Regions from separate parts of the Mus musculus genome. Here all the other regions are linked to region 1. A link is a contact called in public HiChIP or PLAC-seq data. All regions are on one chromosome and are shown on one strand. Each heading gives the region's core, a stretch centred on a gene start, on an enhancer-like site or on the middle of the called end of the contact. The rest is flanking DNA. Distances are from core to core; before and after follow the strand shown.

The links. HiChIP or PLAC-seq counts read pairs in DNA pulled down with a chosen protein or histone mark.
Region 2: a CTCF HiChIP or PLAC-seq map of CD8 T cells shows a contact between it and region 1, with 6 read pairs. The contact joins two enhancer-like sites. A contact is called at or near these places in 3 of 15 datasets of contacts at CTCF or cohesin (CD8 T cells, the NIH/3T3 cell line and large pre-B cells), 3 of 484 Hi-C or Micro-C datasets (bone marrow-derived macrophages, embryonic stem cells and natural killer cells), 4 of 115 datasets of contacts at active chromatin or transcription factors (CD8 T cells, bone marrow-derived macrophages, embryonic stem cells and 1 more) and 3 of 9 other capture datasets (adipose tissue, liver and pancreatic islet).
Region 3: an HNF4G HiChIP or PLAC-seq map of pancreatic cancer cells shows a contact between it and region 1. The contact joins two enhancer-like sites. A contact is called at or near these places in 14 of 39 promoter capture datasets (the C10 cell line, the HPC-7 cell line, cranial neural crest and 9 more), 3 of 484 Hi-C or Micro-C datasets (bone marrow-derived macrophages, embryonic stem cells and neurons), 12 of 115 datasets of contacts at active chromatin or transcription factors (bone marrow-derived macrophages, craniofacial prominence, embryonic basal ganglia and 5 more) and 1 of 9 other capture datasets (embryonic stem cells).

The regions. Positions count from the first base shown.
Region 1 is chr4:135,201,691-135,205,883 of GRCm38.p6, reverse strand. No RefSeq gene overlaps it. Among named protein-coding and RNA genes, the nearest start is that of Runx3, 51 kb to the right of the region's middle. Within about 2 kb of position 2,488, at least 161 of the 459 cell types and tissues checked have an H3K27ac peak or open chromatin away from gene starts, as enhancers often do. A contact at or near this core is called in CD8 T cells, the HPC-7 cell line, pancreatic cancer cells and 1 more, where this site is marked.
Region 2 is chr4:135,100,589-135,104,781 of GRCm38.p6, reverse strand. No RefSeq gene overlaps it. Among named protein-coding and RNA genes, the nearest start is that of Gm16225, 18 kb to the left of the region's middle. Within about 2 kb of position 1,836, at least 25 of the 459 cell types and tissues checked have an H3K27ac peak or open chromatin away from gene starts, as enhancers often do. A contact at or near this core is called in CD8 T cells and regulatory T cells, where this site is marked.
Region 3 is chr4:135,290,684-135,294,876 of GRCm38.p6, reverse strand. It overlaps the pseudogene Gm12983. Among named protein-coding and RNA genes, the nearest start is that of Gm30701, 5.5 kb to the left of the region's middle. Within about 2 kb of position 2,131, at least 152 of the 459 cell types and tissues checked have an H3K27ac peak or open chromatin away from gene starts, as enhancers often do. A contact at or near this core is called in the HPC-7 cell line and pancreatic cancer cells, where this site is marked.

The DNA.
Region 1 (4,193 bases), core at 1,239-3,738:
GAGGGGTGGAGTATCTTGAAGCACCTAGGACAACAGTCCTAAGCAAGAGTCCCCTTACTCTCTGACTCCCTCCCTAAACAAGAGCAAACTATTTGTAAATAAGACCGGCCCCAAACTCACAGAGATCCTCCTGCCTCTGTCTCCTGAGTGCTGGAATTAAAGGCATGTGTCACCATGCCAGGCTAGAGCAAACTATTTTCATTCAACTAGCTTTAACAGAAAAGTAACCTGCTTCCTCCCTTCCTTCTTTCCTCCCTCCCTCTCCCTCTTTTTCTCCCTCTTTTTTTTTTCTCCCTCTGTTCCCTCCTCCATTCCTCCTTTAGTGCCTAGTTAGATGCTGTCATCTCCCATGTTAGCAGGGGCTGGCCAGATTGACTTTTGGCCCAGCAGTGGGGCAGCCCAGATCTTACCAAGGGGATATTCAGCAGTCTCTCCGGGGATGCTAGGAGAGTCCAGCGGTCCCAGGGACACCTGCTGCGCTGCGTGCTCTGGCTCAGTGGGGTGTGGAAGAGGCTGGTCCTGTTCAGTCCGACAGGGATTTTAGGTCTGGGGAAAGCAGGAGGATTAGAGGAGGCTTGGGACACCTGAATCCCAGCACTTGGAGGTTGGGGGGAGAATTGGGAGGTCAATGCTGGGCAGTGGTGGCTCATGCCTTTAATCCCAGCACTTGGGAGGCAGAGGCAGGCGGATTTCTGAGTTCCAGGACAGCCTGGTCTACAGAGTGAGTTCCAGGACAGCCAGGGCTATACAGAGAAACCCTGTCTCAAAGAAACCAAAAAACAAAAACCAAAAACCAAAAACCAAAAAAAAAAAAAAAAAAAAAAAAAAAAAGCCCGAATTGGGAGGTCAGCCTCTGTTGGGCAGAAACTCCTTCAAAGCATCCAAACAATTTTGCCCCAGGCTGGGGAGATGACACAGTGGATAAAGTGCTAACAAATGGATCTGGGTAGACATGGCAACCCTGGGGAGGTGAAGACTGAGGTCTCTGGGTAAGCTGGCTAGATGACACTAGCCCTCCATCGTTAAGCCCAGGGTTTAATTGACAGAGCCTACTTTTATGAACAAGATGGAGGACAATGGAGGCAGATCTATCAACCTTGGGACGTCACAGACACGCCTACAGCCTACATATGCCCACTCGTACAGATGAGAACACACACACCCCATGACCTCACACCACATCTGTATGCTAACAGAAAAATGTTTTGCCTCCTCTTTAAAAGTTAAAAAACAAACAAACAAACAAACAAACCAAACCAAACCAAACCTGCTCCCTATTCCTACAGATCCTTCTGGGACTCAGGGGTCCCTGCAGGAACCTCGAGGTCACCTGTTTTGCAGTTTTGATCGGGAAATGTGAATAACTGTAAACACAGACCATCCCAAGTTCCCAGCCCGGGATCAGTTTTGCCACTGCCACTGGCAGTTGGTTTTTGAAGGGAAAATCCAGCAGGGCTCTGCCGTCACATTTGAACTTGACATTCTACACCTGCTTTTCCTTATCTGATGTCAAGTAGAAATCAATCATGACAGCAGGAAGCTGGATTGTCTCCAGCGTCTGTGTGACAAGGATGGCCAAGGCCGGAGTTCCTTGCCAGAGAGGGACTGCAGGGGGTTAGTGCTGATCTGGTACAAACCCTCGAGGCTCAATGGGGGCAGGATGGGGGTGGGGTGGGTGGATGGGGGCCGTAGCTATGGGGCCACACCTGTATCTTTATCCTCTCCTGCCAGATTTTACGGGTCTCTCCAGCTCTGGGGTAGCACAATGCCACTCGCCAGGCGCCAGGCCACAGGCAATCCTTGACACCCAGTGTCCATTTCAGGTTAAAACACATCTGTATGGGGCAGCCTGATGCTTTCCCAGTATCAGTGTCGTGGCTAGATGTGACTAAACAGAGACATTGGGTTTTTCTGTCTTCCACAAGCATCGGGAATAGCAAGGGAGAGCAATGTAAATAGAGACAGGCAGGCAGTGCAAGCCAGGCTTGAGGCTGATTCACGAACGCGCCGCTACGGACACCCTCACAGACATTTACCCAACCAACCTCAACTGACCCATGAAGGAACTTTGCAGAGAGAAAAAGACAAAGGGTGAAGAAGAAAGAGTACCGCTGTTTTGTTTTATTTGTTTTGTTTTATTTTATTTTTATTGCTTAGGCGATGACGAAAGTCTTTCTGCTCACTGAGAATGTTTGGAAAGCACCGGAAGCAAGAGGCTTGGCAGCAGCCCCACCCCCACCCTCACCCCTACCCCCCACCCTGAGTTGCGACTGGCCCTCGGGGACAGCCTACTGCGGTGTGTCTCCAGCCTGTTGACTAGGGGTTTCTTTTCCTGTGAGGGCGGCAGGGCTTTATTCTCTGTCACTAGTCGACTATGTTGCAAGTATCTCCGCGTCATCTGGAACTCTAGATTTTGGTCAGATCCCCTCCCTGCTCGCCTGTCCCACGATGAGCAGGGCTCGGTTGTTTCCAGCTCTCATGGTGACACATTTAGTCACAGCCGGAGGGTGATGTCGTTGAGCACGCATCTGGGGCTGTACTCCGTGTATGGAGTGCAGAGGAAATATGCAGAAATGGGAAATGAAAGTGTGAGAGTATGTGGGGGGGGGGGCATTGGCTGGGGCGGGGAGTGTTCCACCAGCATAGCCTTAGGAAACAGATTAAGAAATGTGAACCACCTTTAATCCCAGCAGGCAGAGGCAGGCAGATCTCTGAGTGTGAGCACAGAGAAACAGTCTCAAAACAAACAAACAAACAAACAAACAAACAAACAACCCAAAACCCCCAATAAACAAACAGACAAAAATAAAAAAGAAAGACAGACAAAGAGAGGAAAAATGTGAACAAAATGGAGCTGTTTTAAGGCTTTTGATAGGTACTATGGGGGTGGGGTGGGGGTGGGGGTGGGGGTGTGTCTTGCTCCATTCCATTGCTCTCAGCTTCAATGGAAACCACGCTCCTGCGGCTGAGCAATGTCCACAGGCCCAGCCATTTTTTTTTTAACTTTCCATTGTTTCTTGGCTAGTATCTTATCCACTGGCATCTTGTTTTCGACTAACTTTCTTGTGTTCTTTCTAAGTTAATGACTTGAGAGAGTTTGTTTTTTTTTTTTTTTTAATTCTTATCAGTATTGCGTGTGCGAGCACACACTCCAGCACACGTGTGGCAGTCAGGAGACAACTTTTGGGAGTCTTTTCTTCTTCTTCTTCTTCTTCTTCTTCTTCTTCTTCTTCTTCTTCTTCTTCTTCTTCTTCTTCTTCTTCTATAAGTTCCAGTGACCAAACTGGAGTCTTCAGGCTTTGACAAGTGTGACAAGTAGCTTGATGTATGTCACCAGCCCTGGTTCTAGTGTTCTCTTTGTGGTATGTGTTTTTCTTTAGTTTTGCTTGTTTTAATTCTCTCTCTCTCTCTCTCTCTCTCTCTCTCTCTCTCTCTCTCTGTGTGTGTGTGCGCACATGCATGTGTGTTGCTGTGGATCAAACGTGGGGTCTCACATATGCTAGACAGGCCCCGTCTTCTGAAGCTGCATCCCCAAACTTGTGGAGCGTTTTTATTTTTGCAGTGCAGTTCTGTGGTTTCTTCCACAGATTTGAAGCTTCGAGAACCCTCTACCTGTTTGGGTCAGGAGGACCAGAAGTGCTTAGGTGAGGAAACTGAGGGACTTGCCTTGCAGGTGCACGGTGGACTCGACTGGTACTTGGGACACCACCGGGGACAGCTCTTCAGCCCAGTCTGTGGCATCGCAGTAGAGAGAGGCTACTGAGGACTGTGGGCAAGGCGACCATAATCATGGAGGGGCTGCCAGTCAGTCAGTGTTCTTGCTATGACAGCTGACGGCTGCGGCGCTGGACTCCCAGCAGAAGCCACGTGGCACAGCTGCGGCGCGCTGGACTCCCAGCAGAAGCCACGTGGCACCGACTGTGGGGAGCGGAGGTTTTGGCTCCAGGCCAGTTAATCATCCTCTCCACTGTAGCACAGCTTGCGGGATTCCAGGTTGATGCTCTGCAGGGCTCCTGACCCAAGGGCACCAGGAAGAATCCCCAGGTCCACAGTCCCCTATTCTCCCTCTACAACTGTGCGCTGCCGGTCAGGCCGCCATCTTCCTCCCCTCTGCCTGGTGTGGCTGCACTCTAGGCCAGGCTGGACCATGAGGCTAGAACCGCTCTGCCTTCTTGCTCAGTGAATCAGGCAAG
Region 2 (4,193 bases), core at 587-3,086, 100 kb after region 1:
GAGAGGAATCCATGTGGCCAGTGTCACATGGGCACATCTGGGACACCAACACATCTGGGACACCAGCAATCCCCACTAGGGAGTCTTGATGTCATTTCCAAAATCAGGTAGAGGCTGAGGCTGTCCACACGCTGGCCCCCTGCAGAGAGCTCATTGGATGGCTCTGAAGTGGACAACTAAGAGCCCTCCTCTTCCTCCTCCTCTATCTACCTGAAACCACCCTGCTTCATAGAGCAGCCCAGCCCTGTCTCAAGCACTTCTGACTTTGCTTTCCAGCCTAACCTTCCAGGGCCCCTCTCTCGGCCCTGCTCACTCCAACCCCAGGGCTTTCACTTCTACCAGCTCTTCCAGCAAGCCCTTCCTCCCACCATCCTGTGGGAAGGGGACCAGGTTTCTGTGGGCATATACACCTGCCTGTGAGCTCCGGGACAGGGAGGGACCTGTTGTTGTTCTGGGTCCACCTACACAGATGGTGGGAGATACTGGAGAGTGAGGAGATGCTGAATAAAGACATCGAAGAAGATGGAGGAGGAGGAGGAGGAGGAGGAGGAGGAGGAGGAGGAGGAGGAGGAGGAGGAGGAGGGACATTTACAAAGTGGAAACTGGCTGACTTGACACTGCAAACCAGGGCTCATACTCTCTGCATCCCACTGCTTGGAGCCCGTGTCTAGCCCTATCTCTTACTAGCTGTGTGTCCTTGCTCTAGGGGACAGCCCGGCTCCCCCAGTCTACCCAGCTCATGTGCTACCCACCCCGGAAGCGTCTCCCGAGTCTCATGCTGATGCCCAGATGAGATTTGCTTTCACACCTGCCTCACCCTCTGCTGCTCTGATTCCAGGAAATACACCCAGCTCCCCCACTCTCTTCCATCCCTTGTCCCCAACCTTTCTCTGGCTTGAGGACTTAGGGACTATGAATAAAAAGGGCTAAAGGCCTCTGAAACACACCTGTGACCTCCCCCACCTGAAACACCAGCAGGGGACAAGGACAAGGCTCCTTCTCAAGCACCAGGCATAGGGAGACAGACTTCGGGGTTCTCTAGGGAAGGAGGGAACATTCGTGGAGTGCCTGTTTGTACAGGTGCCTCAGACATACTCTGAGTTTATTTTTCCAACAGCTGGATAAGTATTTGTCTAATAACATAGAGGTAAGAAAACAGGCACAGAGAGGTAAAGTAACAGGGTTAAGATCACACAGCTATTAAGAGAAATGAGAGAGACAGAGACAGAGAGACAGAGACAGAGGGGAGGGGGGAGACAGAGAAAGACAGAGATGGGGGGAGAGAGAGAGAGAGGAGGGAGAGAGAGGAGGGGGAGACAAAGAGAGAGGAGAGAGAGAGAGAGAGAGAGAGAGAGAGAGGAGGAGGGAGAGAGAGAGAAAGAAAGAGATGAGTTGCAATGTCTACTAATTTCTGTGGTGTAAATATTCTCACCAAAACTGTGTACAAACTACCACAGTTAGGTCTGCAGACTCTAGAAGACACTTTATCACAGCTGGTTGTAACTGGCATTGGGGACCCAGACTCCCCATTTAAGTTTGTCTCCCAGCCTAGCTCGGGAAAGTGAGTGAATGGCAGGCTGATGTCGCAGGTTCTAGAATGTGGATCCAAATGACTTTGGGGCCAGTCCCCAGGGCTTTCTCTTGTCCCAGAGCTGTGCTTAGTATATCTCCATCTTCCCTCCACCTTCACCTCACAGGCCTCTTCCCTCTAGAATATTCCCTCTGCCTTAGGAAGCTTTTCAAAGACAGCTGGTTGAAAAACAACTCACACAGACAGACTCTACAGGTTTCCCCCCTCCCTCTTCAGAGAACAGGACGTGAGCCGGCCAGGGTGAAGCTTCCGGTGTGAGATGATGTGTGGGCTTTCTGAGCAAAACAAGGGCCAGGCTGTGGTCCTGAAGGAACTGAGGCCACAGTCACCTGGAATTGAGCCTCGGGCAGGACAACCCTGGGAAGCTCAGGCTGCCCCTGCCCTCCCTGGGGACAGGTTTTCTGGCCAGGCACAGAATGTTCCCCCACACACCACAGTTGCGCCCCATTTATTGAGACCTTTGCCACAGGCCACCCTGACCCTACCCAGTCCTGGCTTCTGTGGTCTCTTTCTGGAATGGGTGTGACCCAAGAATCCCTGGCTCCGTCTCTGGGAGCCTCAGGTTCCTTATCTCTGAAATGGAAACGAGAATGTAGACTTTGGGGTCTTGCCGGCCGGCGGAGCTTCATGTAAATGGCACACCCCACAGGATGTCCGGCAGGCTGGAAGTGGCAAGGTGACATTAGTGACCAGTCTGGTATGGACACTAGCTGACGTCTGTTTGGGTACTTAGTGGCCGGTGACTCACTGAGGCTCTCTGGAGGGAAATTTTCAAGTGTTAGCCGAAGGGGGCTTCAGCAACTTACCTAAGCTATTTGTGCCTCAGTTTCCCAATCTGTAAAGTAGAGGCATGAGCCCATGGATTAGTATAAGTCAAGTGCTCAGAACCACACGTCGTGGCCTGTGGCACTTAATTAATGGCAGCTAGAGGTCTTATCATTAATTTGACAGCTCATGACAGTTGCACACCAGAACATGCGGTTTTGTTATTAACTTGTGGTGTGCCTTTGATGGGGACAATCCACAGTATGTTTTCCTGGAGGCTTCATCCTCCAAGGCCCTAGTGTCACCCACGTCTGCATTTGTGACTTGGGCTAGAACAGACCCAGCATGACAGGACAACTGTCACTATCACCCATAGTTTCTAGATGGAGGGACACTTCTCAAGCATCTCTGAAGCCACCTGTTGGGATAGGCACCCCACCCACAGGTCCACTCTATCCCCAGATCTGGTGGACCTGGCCACACCTCCACGCACCTAACCCAGGCTTGCCACTCAAGGCTTCCTGAGCCCTGGCCACTGACAGAGATTGGCTCTTCCAGCTGGGCATGTGACACAGTGGAATTAGCACTTTGGCTCCATCAACTGCCACATTCAGGTCTTCTGCCTGCCCAATGTCACCCCTAGCCAGCACGACTCCCACCTACTACAGACATAAAATAAGAAGTCTGTCTCCTGGCCCTGGTTCTGGGACCGGCCATCTCTGCCCACACCACCCCTCCCCCACACAGCGACCTTGGGGAGCCTGCCACACAGAAGCAGATGCTTTCCACATGACCAGTATTGAGGGACTATGTTCCTTCCTCCTGAAACAATTTTGCTTCTAGAGCCATTTTACAGATTGGAAAACTGAGGCAAAAACTTCACAATGAATCCTGCTGTGTTGGGGGATCCTTTGTGCTACTTACAATACTGCCCTGCTGAACAGGGTACATGCCTATCCCTCTCAGACAGGGTCTCGAGGGTGGTGAGTCCTGGCTTGCCGTGTCCACCTCCTGGTTGATTCTGGTTCTCAGGAGAGAGAAAGGGGTTCCCGTCTCACGTCAACTCTCATGTGCCCTGTGTAGGTCATGTCTTCTCCTCTCTGAGCTGGTTCCTCTAGTTCTGAGTAGAGGCTTTCTGCTGCCTCAAGCTCTATCCACCCAGGGCAACACACACACACACACACACACACACACACACCTCTTCATTTTCAGAGCTGGTGAGCGTGTGTCTCCTGGACTCCCTCCTCTAACCAGGGAGGCAGATGACAGAGGAGTTAGGATTGGAAGGCCAGGGTTGGTACACATCAACAGCCCCAGCTCTTCAGCCTGTCTGACCTAGCGAGGGGAGGGGTGGCTTCTATTGATCTAGGCTGTGAGTTTGTGGGAAACAGCCGTTTCTCTCCCAATATGACATTGATGGGACAGAGTCTTGCAGACTGGGCTGGGACACATGGAGCCAGGAGGAAATGCCCTTCGATTCTCAGAAGCTCAGTCCCTGATGGAGCAGAGATATTCTCAGTCAATGTTCAGCTGGCAAGATGGGCTGCAAGAGCTCACTGGGAAAAGGCGTGGTCCTTCTGAACCAGGCTCTGGACCCTAGCCTCAAGGGGTGGCCTGTGACAGCCCTCAGCCCCTTCCCCTACAGTCACCTGCTTTCTAAAAGCCCCTGTCTTCCTCTGGACCCATTTTCCTTAGAAGTCAGAGGAAGGTGAAACCAATCATCAGGGAGTGCGGTCTTGCTTTGCTCTCGTGCCTGTATCTCCCCCGGCCGGCTCTTGCTAACCCCTGTGATGGCTCCAAGGACAAGCATGGTGCTCTGTCTAGGCCCTTGGGCCCA
Region 3 (4,193 bases), core at 882-3,381, 89 kb before region 1:
CGCGGTGGGCACCCTCAGGTGTCTTTCCCCATAAACCTCTTGTGTGAGGTTTGTTGTGTGGTGTGACTTGGTAGTATTTCTTGGCTCCCGACTGCCAGGATACCTTTTCTCTCAGAGCTGCTACGTCGAGAACGGCCTTGTGATGAGTGTGGTGCTGGAGTTTTCAAGGGTAGCCACTTTGACAGGCATTAAGTCAGGCAAGGGTTGTCTGACTTAACTGCTTCAACAAACCAGAAGATTAAGTAGTTATATAAGAGGTAATAAAAAAGAAGGACCTGGGCTTGGAGAGCCGGCTCAGTAGTTAAGAGCACCAACTGCTCTTCCAGAGGTCCTGAGCTCAAATCCCAGCAACCACATGGTGGTTCACAGCCATCTGTAATGAGATCTGACACCTCCTTCTGGTGTGTCTGAAGACAGCTACAGTGTACTCACATATGACAATAAATAAATCTTAAAAAAAAAGGAGGAAGGAAGGAAGAAAGAAAGAAAGAAAGAGAGAAAGAAAGAAAGGAAGGAAGAGAGGCTAGAGAGATGGCTCAGTGGCTAAGAGTGTTTACTGCTCTCAAAGAGGACCTGAATTTGGTTCCTAGCACTCACTTCAGAGAGCCTACAACTGCCTCTAACTCTGGCTCTGGAGGTTCTGATACAGTTAACACATCCTGCAAATGTAAAAATAGTCCTTTATGTGCCAATAATAATGACTCAGGTTTAAAGTTTGAACCCATATGACCTTGGGTGGGCATCTTTCCTTCCCGTAGATATTTCCTGAAACTCTCCAAACAGAACTTGAAGCTGTTTACAGTTAAAGATAGCCTACCTTCCTGTATCCCTATGGGTTGGTTTCTACCTCATCAATCTTAATCCTGTCAGATGCTGCCTTGGGAACCACCCAGTGACCTCACCTAGGTTTCTTAGCAACCAAAACCCTACAACATCCTACACATGACCATTGAAAAACACCAGGGGCTGGGATACCCCCCCCATGAGGTGCCTGGGCCCTCGCTTGCTCTGTCTTATTCTTCCTTGAAAGTCCCAGACTCTTGGTCTCCGGTGTGTCTCCCATCCTCTGAGTGTCTCTCTTTCTCCCAACCCTCAGGCTTCAAATATCTCATTAAAATCTCTTTGCTTCATATTAGCTAGTCCTGAGATTCCTTTTAGCACCAGAGCCGTCCATTCCGGTTTCCTTGAGTCAAGGTGCCTAGAAAACTACTCTGACTGCTGCGGGTGACAGTGGAGAGCAGGGAACAGTCTCAAGGAGATGCCGCGTGTGGGGATTGATGGACACAGTGTCTCAATCGAAGCCCGAGGAACCTTATGTCTCCTGCTCTGAGCTTTGATCCAAGAGTAGTGGATATTGGTGGCTGCCATCAACATCTTGGAGACAAAGTGTCCTGGAGCTTGCAAAAGAGAGAGAGAGAGAGAGAGAGAGAGAGAGAGAGAGAGAGAGAGAGAGAGAGAGAGACTAAGCAGGGTTTGTTAGCTCAAACCTGCAATCTCTGCATTTGGGAAGGCTGTGAGACAGGAGGATGTTTGAGAGTCTGCGGCCATTAGAGCAAACTTCAGGACGGCCTGTAGTACAGAGTGAGAGTCTGCATCAATACCAAACCAAACCAAAAAGTAACAGATTGGCCATGTGGGCAGAGGCAGGAGGATCTCTGAGTTTCAGAGTCAATTCCAGGACAGCCATGGCTACGCAGAGAAACTCTGTCTTGAAAAAAAAAAGTAAAGAACAAAAACCTAAAATACAAAAAAGAAGAAGAAGAAAAAGGAGGGGAGGGGAGGGGAGGAGAAAAATCAGTCTCTACACCAGCCGCTTATGATTGGGTGAGCTCAGTCATGTGGTCTACCCTGGACCAATGACAGTGCCTGAAACCTCTGGAGCCCAAAGATGGGTAGGAGTGAGCCCACCCCACTTCCCCATAGAGGGCTGGAGGGAGGGGGAGTTTGTTGGGAAGCCCCAAGGGGCCTGTGGATGGAGCTTTGAGAGCTAGTGACCCTTGTGGGCTGGAGCTAGGGTGGGAAGAACCTCGAGTTACACAAACAACTTAAGCGGCAAGGAGCTGCCCTGCACTCTGTGCTGTGGATCCCCGGAGGAAGTGGTTTATTTGGACTGAGGGTGGAGGTGTGTTTGCCAGAGATCCCTGGAGGCCTGAAACCTGAAACCTGAGAAAGACACGGAGCGTGGAGCGGCAGGGGGAGTATGGGAACAGGGTCAGAGGGGACAGCATGAGCAAAGGTCTATGGGCTTCAAACGCCAAGGCAGCGGGGAGTCTAGAAGTTGACGCCAGCCTCAGAGCCAGAATTGAAGCTGGGGCGTGGCTCAGCTAGAAGCGTGCTTGCCTAGAAGCCCTGGGTTCAATCTCTAGCACCTCATATGACAGGGGTGTGTACAGGAGGATCAGAAATTCAATGACGTCTTCATTTTCAGGTGAATTTAAAGCTAGCCTGAGATATCCCCGTGAGCTGTCTTAAAACAAGACTCGAGAGAACTTCAGTTTATATGCTAAGGGGTGTAGCCCAAAGATAGAGTACCTGTACTGCTACGCAAAAATTCCTGAGTTCTATCATCCTTGCTGTCACCTCCATGTGAGAGGGGAGAGGGTAACAACAGGGAACATGGCTGAATAAGTCCTGTGACAGCTTTATCTACTTGGGAAAACTGTTATTCCCCATAGAGACAGGAAGGTTAGGTGATTTTTCTCAGCTACACATTGGGTGGAGCTGAGCTTCAAATCCGGGTGGCTCCAGGGGGACTCAGGTCCCCACCTTGGCAGTAGGAAGGAGAGAGTACTTAGTTGCTCACACCAGGCGGGGACACATCCGGTACACAAGGAAAGAACGCCCCAGTTTGTCTCTGAGAGCTGAGAAGAAGTAAGAGAGATGTGTAGGCAAATCTAAGACGCTGGAGATAGTGGCTCAGAATCGCTCATTGTTTCAGATACCAGGCCAGCAGGAGGGGGCTGTAGAGGCTCAGCTCAAGAATGTCAGCTGTGACTGGTGTGGCAGCTTGGCCTCAAGAACAGATTTTACTTTCCCATGAACTTGTCCTCAAGAAAAAAACAAGAAAATTCATTGTTGATAGCCCTCTGGGGGCTGGGGAGGTGGCTCAGTGGGCAAGCACTAGGACCTGAGTTCGAATCCCCAGCGCACACATAAAAAGTCAGCCTGATGGTGGGCACAGCACGGACAGGTGAGTCCCTGGAGCTCATTGGCTGGCCAGCTTAGCCAATCTGTGAGCTCTAGGTGCAGGGAGAGCTTTTCTCTCAGAAAATAAGATGGAAAGCTGGCAAGATGGCTTAGCAGGTAAAGACACTTGCTGCCAACCTGTATGACCTGGGTTCCACCCCCCAAAACTCACATGGTGGAAGGAAGAACAGGCTCCTTTTGGCCTCCTCAGGGGTACCATGTCAGGTATGTGTGCAGACACTCAAGTGGAAACTTAAGGGTTCTTTGGAAAGTCGATTGGATGGTGGTTTGCTGGGGCAAACACGTGAAGGAACATTTCGTTAAAGTGGACACAGGTGTGAAAGGCTAAGGCAGACTCGGGGAGGAACGTTTCGCTGAAGCAGACACAGGAGACAGGATGTTCAGCTAAGGCAAGCACATGAAAGGACACGTGATGAAGGACTCTTTGCTGACAACATGAACTTATTGGTCCGCCTTACATTGCATAGTTGAGCTGCATTTGTCAGGACACCATAGAGAAAAACACACCCAAAAACTTATGGTGTGTGCTGCAGTTTCTTGCCTCCGCTTCCATACACTTGGGCTGACTGGCAGAGTGATGTCAGCTGAGGCAAGGCCTGTGCTGAGTCAAGGGAGGTGTAGGAGAACTTCTGGTGTCCTTCCAGGTCCCCCCTGCTGACTTGAGCGGAGGCTGAGGCCTGGCTGTCTCTGCTAGGTCATGCCGCTGCTATTGCTAACCTGATTCTACTGAGCTGGACTGCTGGTGTATCTGTGAGGTGTGTGTGAGTGGGTTGAGCTGTTGCTGCCTGCTAACCTATGAACTGAACTGCCGATTTCCAGACCACACAGAAGGGATTTGCTCCAAAGAACCTTTCTAAACAGGCCCACTTCCCCCATATCCTTTCTTTCCCACTACCTCTGGTGGGTGGTGGGCTAAAAGGGAAGTTAAAGCATTTAAGAACCATCATTAAGATTCAGCCGGTGGTCCGGGGAGACATACCTTCCAC